Linked DNA regions of Danio rerio: region 2 is linked to region 1. A link is a contact called in public HiChIP or PLAC-seq data. All regions are on one chromosome and are shown on one strand. The core of a region is the stretch at or near the end of the contact, and the rest is flanking DNA. Distances in the headings are between cores, read along the strand shown. Region 1 holds the start of vegfaa (vascular endothelial growth factor Aa). Region 2 holds the start of ttc29 (tetratricopeptide repeat domain 29).

Evidence for each region. HiChIP or PLAC-seq counts read pairs in DNA pulled down with a chosen protein or histone mark.
Region 2: an H3K4me3 HiChIP or PLAC-seq map of embryo shows a contact between it and region 1, with 4 times the contacts expected there. The contact joins the promoter of ttc29 here to the promoter of vegfaa in region 1. A contact is called at or near these places in 1 of 18 Hi-C or Micro-C datasets (embryo) and 1 of 4 datasets of contacts at active chromatin or transcription factors (embryo).

What each region holds. Positions count from the first base shown.
Region 1 is chr16:4,534,819-4,538,021 of GRCz12tu, forward strand. It overlaps vegfaa (vascular endothelial growth factor Aa), which reads right to left and starts at 1,656. Exons shown (of 7, transcript NM_131408.3): 1 at 1,591-1,656. The coding sequence starts at 1,656. It overlaps LOC141378142 (a long non-coding RNA gene), which reads left to right and starts at 705. Exons shown (of 4, transcript XR_012391910.1): 1 at 705-969.
Region 2 is chr16:4,716,965-4,720,167 of GRCz12tu, forward strand. It overlaps ttc29 (tetratricopeptide repeat domain 29), which reads left to right and starts at 1,616. Exons shown (of 10, transcript NM_001328155.1): 1 at 1,616-1,638; 2 at 1,739-1,813; 3 at 1,916-1,999; 4 at 2,878-3,053. The coding sequence starts at 1,743.

The sequences.
Region 1 (3,203 bases), core at 406-2,905:
ACCCTCCAGGATCAAGTTATGACATCCATGGCTTAAAACATGGATCAAAATGATAATTTCCCCCCCCTTTTTTATCAAAAATCATTACAATATTAAGTAATTAATCTTGTTCCATGAAGACATTAGCAAATGTGGTACCATGAATATATACAAACTGCATTTTTTATTAGTAATATAGCAATGTCGATTGCTAAAACTTTATTTGTAAGACTTTAAAGATGATTTTCTCAATATTTGTATTACTTTTTAATCTTAAATTTCAGTATCTGAGCCAAATATTGTCCTAACAAAGTGTACATCAATGAAAACTCATTCAGCTTTAAGATAATGCATAAATCTCAGTTTCCAAAAATTGACACGTATGGTTTTGTTGTCCTGGGTGGTCCTATATTAGTATTTTAATGCATATTTAACTCAAACACACATACAGCAGTCATTATACTTATTTCACATCATTTTATGTCATGGTGGTACATTTAAAGAAAACCTTAAAAGGGCTTTTAAAATCATTAATGCAAATAAATAGTTTATTTTACAACAGAGAAACCTTCTATAATCTTCATAAGGGACCTTATTTGTCATTCAAAGAGGCTCCAGAGAGCCAATCATCTTCCAGCAATCCTTCAGACTATTCTTCTTTCCCGCCTACAGATTAGTCTCGCCATGGTGTGTGTGTGTGTGACCGGTTGCTGGTTGCTCGCGTTACTGCAGGTGGTGGACTGGCGCAACAACTCTCGGTGTTGCGTGAGAATCTCCCCGGTTTGCCTCTCTGACCATCTGCTACATATATAAGCAGACGTTTCTTGTTCTCTTATTTTCTGCATTTAACATTGAGACAACCACGACTGCCCGCCGAGGTAAAAATTTACCTCAGGCGAATGTGTTTCTTGACAGCAGACATGCACTCTCGTGCCACTATTCAAGTAAATGAATTAATTAGGCGGGAGACAAAGAAAAGCAGGATTTCAGGTAATATCTTGTTGTTATTCTCGTCAAGAGAGCATTGTGTGACAGCATCTTAAGTCTTAAAGCATCGCGAGCACAAGTGAAACGCCGAAAGTCGTTTTGTATCTCTATTGATGGCATTACTAGTAAGAAATAACCTCCTGGTTGATTCAGCACCCGGATGACGCGTTACTGCACGTAACATCTCACATATAGTGATATCTCACCAAATCCTTCGCTTAAGTGAGATTAAACCTTAGGATAGCAGCAGTCCCATACTATTGTTAGCCTATAAATATTCCTGTCAAAGCAGACAGCGCAACAGAAGGACCATCTCTGATTTAAGTGAAAACTTATGGTTAATATCCACATTATGAGTAACATGTTGTGCAATAGGAAGGCTTTAAAGGTCATCCATAGATGACAATAAAAAGATACAAGCTTGCTTTCTATTATAAGTAACATTAGGCTAATCGTTTTGAAACAAAGTAAGTAAATGTAAACTTTATGTAACTTATTGTAGCATATAAATGGTGTGGGCTATTGCATTTCGTCTTTAAGACGATCTCACGTTACACATTAATAATAAACAACCCCAATGCACATGAATTTCTCTCATTTCATACTGACCCCCTGAACCCTTACCTTTACAGCAGACAGATGGAGGAGAGCCGCGAGAAATAACTGTATCAAATAAACAACCAAGTTCATGATTGTAATTCCAGTGGAGTGTTGCGGTGAGTCTCTGGCTCTCAAAACAATTAAGAAAGCGAAGCTGCTGGGTATGAATGAACCGAGTGTGATATCGTGGGTCAAAGTAACACATCCATTCTGCCCTTCAGATCCGAAGCACCTGCGTCGAATCCGCTAAAATTAACTTCTGGACCGCCACCCGCTCCTCCAGAGAAAAAAAAAGGATATAAATAAGAATAACAATAATAATTATAATATAAAGAAAAGTGGAAATCCACACTATCTTGGTCCTCTGCGTAATTTAAAATTAAAATCCACAGTATAACGGAAAGCCGACGTTTAATGAATCTGAATCCAAAACGTCAGAGGCAAAACAAACAAAAAGTTTCGTCCACTTCCAAGCGCAGCCTCCAGTGTGCACGCGCGTCTATAGGGCCAGAGGACGGCTTCTGCGCATATGATTATCATCAAGAGCAAAGGCTTGCTGTAAAGTGATCCAGTGGCAATCCTTGGTTTGACCGCTGCACACGCGTCCGTTTTTTCCTCGTCTTATTTCCGTGACTGTTTTGGCTCGCGCTGGTTCGTACTGCCGTGGATGTTAACACGCGTACGGGAAGGTCTTATCACTTTTGCGCTCGCTCAGTCTATCAGCGCTTCTGCCGCTCAGCGCTGCAGGTCTTGAATCTACACAAGGCGGCCTGAGCCTGATTGGCCAGTGGGAGGTGACGTAGATGATGATGCTCTGTGAAGGGTTTGACTCTCCTCGTCAGGACTTATTTTACAATGTGCATGAAGAGACTTTATTTCACTCATTCTAAAGTTGCACTCACGTTAAACAGCTTTGGAATAATATTATTTTTTAATTATCGTCCTTATTTAAACATGATTTAAATTTGTCTATAACAGATATATTTCTGTTTTTCTCGGGTAAAGATCATGCTCTTGATCTTATTGTTAATTTTTTGTTACATTGTAATTTTTTTATACACAAAAATAAGTTCCTAAAAACAATACTTATTTAATACTTTCCTTTTTAAAATTTCGTACAATATTGAATCTCTTGAGCTTATTGATAATAAGAATAATACGTTTCTTAAAGCTTATGATAATCTTTATTCTTAATGATTGAGGCTTTGTAAAGTTTTTTTTCTTTCTTAATTTGTTTGTTATTGTATTTTTTCTTCAATGCAGTGATGTTATTATTCTTGTATTCAATAAAAGTCAGGACTTATTTTATGAAGATATGAAATAACCTACGCATAATTCCCATTGCATGTGGGCTATTCATCTTCATATACAGCACAAAATAGATGTACATTTACAAAATCTTTTGGATTGGATGAAATCCTCAGGATGTCTCAGACAGTCTGCATCTTTTTCCAATTTGAGTCTTTTATTATTAACAATATAAAATATTAAACATGAAGAGCTCAGATGCCAAAGCCTCTAAATGCCATCTGAATTTTCTTCTATAATGAGCATTTCTCGCAAACTGCTGTGTAGGTTCAGTAATTTCACATTTATAGTATTTAATAGGTTATTTTCTTTCAGTTGTTTGCTTTTAA
Region 2 (3,203 bases), core at 366-2,865, 180 kb after region 1:
CATTATTGATATCCGCACCTTTTGGCATTTGCTTTCCACTAAGCAAATTAGCCGGCAAAAGAGTTTGTGAGGAGTTTCACAAGCCATATATGCAATTAGTTTGTCCAAACTACATACAATTGTACTTACTATTTGCACACATGCGCCAAAGCATTTGCAATATGCTTAAATCATTTAGAAATGCCACTCTGAAGTGAACAATAAGCTAACTGTTCAGAGATCTGCACTCATTGTTTTGAAAAATAAAAATTTAGATCAAGAATTGAGCCTAAGCAATTAAGAATAACTGTAATATTTAATAAATAGTCTTTTTACCATTCTTTAATTTACCCTCCTGTCGTGTAATGAATGGTTATCCAGAATATATTCAACCTTTAGACAGAAAACATCCCCATGCACACCACCACAACTCACTAACTCACACATTTTAGATTGAACATTTCTTTTGCAGGTACGCAACTCTTTTACTCGCACATGTGCCGAACCCCCAGCCTGATCTCACAAGGAAACGTAACTATTTACATTTGTCAGTTTAATGGCTAATTCGTACAATTCAGTCGTACAAAATTATATGAATGAGATCGTACAAATTCATATGGATTGGCCACTAAATCAATAAGTTGCCATCAGAGTGTTTGATCCTCTAATGTGAATCAAGTTCCTGATAAATCAATGTATCATTTCTTAGACAGGTATCTGTTACTTTATGTGAACCCATCTCTGTGTGTGTGTGTGTGTGTGTGTGTGTGTGTGTGTGTGTGTGTGTGTGTGTGTGTGTTTCTTTCTTTCTTTCTTATTTTATTATTTTTGTTTATTTATTTCTCTCTCTCTCTCTCTCTGGAAAGAAACACAGAAAGAAACTTGTTCCCTTTCTTTTCTTGATTGTCTTGTTTCTTATTCCTTTTTCTTTCATTTTTTTTAGCTTAGCAACAATTATTTTATTAAATTAGACAGTTATCATCTCGCTCAAAAGTGACCAAAGTATGACTAGTTCTGTGTCCATGCTCACCGTCTATACCAGGGGTCATGAAACCTGTTCCTGGAGGGCCGGTGTCCTGCAGATTTTAGCTCCAACCCTAATCACACACACACACACACACACACACACACACACACACACACACACACACACACACACACACACACACACACACACACACACACACACACACACACATATATAATATAATATAATAATATATATATACTCGATCCAGTTTATCAATAATTTATAAAGTAATAGTAATTACTTTAATATTAAAGTATTATTAATATTAAAGTAATTTATATTTTAGTTATTTATGTTATTAGTAACATTTGTATTTTTGGTTGGCCTGTGTAAATTGTATATGTGCTCTATAAATAAAACTAAAAAAAAAAAAAATCATAAATAACACTACAGCGACCTCGTATGGTCACCAGGGAAGCTCTTCAGCTTTTGTGGACTTGAAGTATCAACAAAGCTTATATAACAGGTTATTTATTACTCGTCACTACATACCATCCCATTACTTTCAGTCATTTAAATTGAGTGGCAAATTTCTATATAAGTTTTGCACGAATTCATCTCACAGTAGTTAGTTGTCAGCTTGGTCGCTATGGCAACATTTTGTTAACGCTGACAAATCTGACAACCAGGTAACGTTAAATCGCATCTTCATACAAAGTAACGTGTCTTGTTATATCTGTCGTTTTTAGCTAAATTATAACTTCTTTTTTGTTATTTAAACTTACTCAGCAGCATGTCTTCGAAAACTCGGTTTTCTATGATCCACAGTCCTCAGAAAACCAACAGGACAACACCGACATCCAAGTAAACTCGTATTTTTCTCTCATACTGAACGTTTTGCCTTCAAACAAAATGCGTGAATGTTTTTTTTTTTTTTGTTTTTTTTTTTTTTTTTTGTATGTTTAGGTCTTTCCCTCGGTGTAATAAGAAGAATTCCGGCAGTCCTGTTGGAGAGGAACCAAACAAAATGACTGAGACCGAAATAGCACAGTAAGACAGATACAGTTGATTATCTATTGTTTATTTTGATCGTCATTAGCCTCTATCAGTGTAGTAGCTATTCTTCCTGGGGTCCAACGAATTAAAATAATGATAAAAATAATAATAATTAAGCTCAACAGTCAAGACTAGAAGACAAATTTACATTGTATTAAAACATTTGAAAGCTATAACCAAATTTCATACAAAACATAACAAAAGACAATGACGCTAAAACCATTTTAAAAGACAAATTTAAACCATAATAATAAAAAAACTAACACCAAACATATGATACTTAAACATCAAACATATGACTTTACTGATTACTCATTCATTCATTTTCTTTTCAGCTTAGTTCCTTTATTAATCATTGATCGGCACAGCGGAATGAACCGCCAACTTATCCAGTATATGTTTAACGCAGTAGATGCCCTTCCAGCTGCAGCCTATCACTGGGAAACCCCCATACACACTCATTCACACAGACTACAGAGAATTTACCCTACACAATTGCCCTATAGCGCATGTGTTTGGACTGTGGGGGAAATCGGAGCACCCGGAGGAAACCCACGCCAACACGGGGAGAACATGCAAACTCCACACAGAAATGCCAACTGACCCAACCAGGGCTCGAACCAGCGATCTTCTTGCTTTGAGGTGACAGTGCTAACCACTGAGCCATCGTGCTTGGCATATAAATGTAATTTAATCACAGATGTCTGCGATGTGTATATTGTACTATTAATTCTACAATAAATACCGTCTTAATATTCCGTACCCATTTTACCAATAGTTGTGACTCCTCGTTTACATTAGAAGTTAATGTTTTTCAATTTATAAAAGATAAATAGATAGCTATAATGCCTTTTCCCTGTCTGTCTCTGCAGAATAGGGAAGCCTTTGCGTCAGAATATTTGCGTAGAGATGCTTCGAGACGGCTTTCCACACTCATTTAAGGAGCTGTTCGCACTTCTGCAGCGCTGGGATGAAGCGGACGACGATCCGCACAAACTGCAGACTCTACAGCTTCACCTCACTCGGGCTGAGGCGGCAGAGAGAGCTGGTAATTGTTCTACCCTTTTTTTTTTAACCCTTGTGTTCTGATCAAATTGACTAACTTTTCTTTATACTCATGACTCCCGTTATAATTACAAATTTTGAAGAAGCCATGAGACCATTCATTTGTTTTCTTTTTGGCTTAGTCCCTTTATTA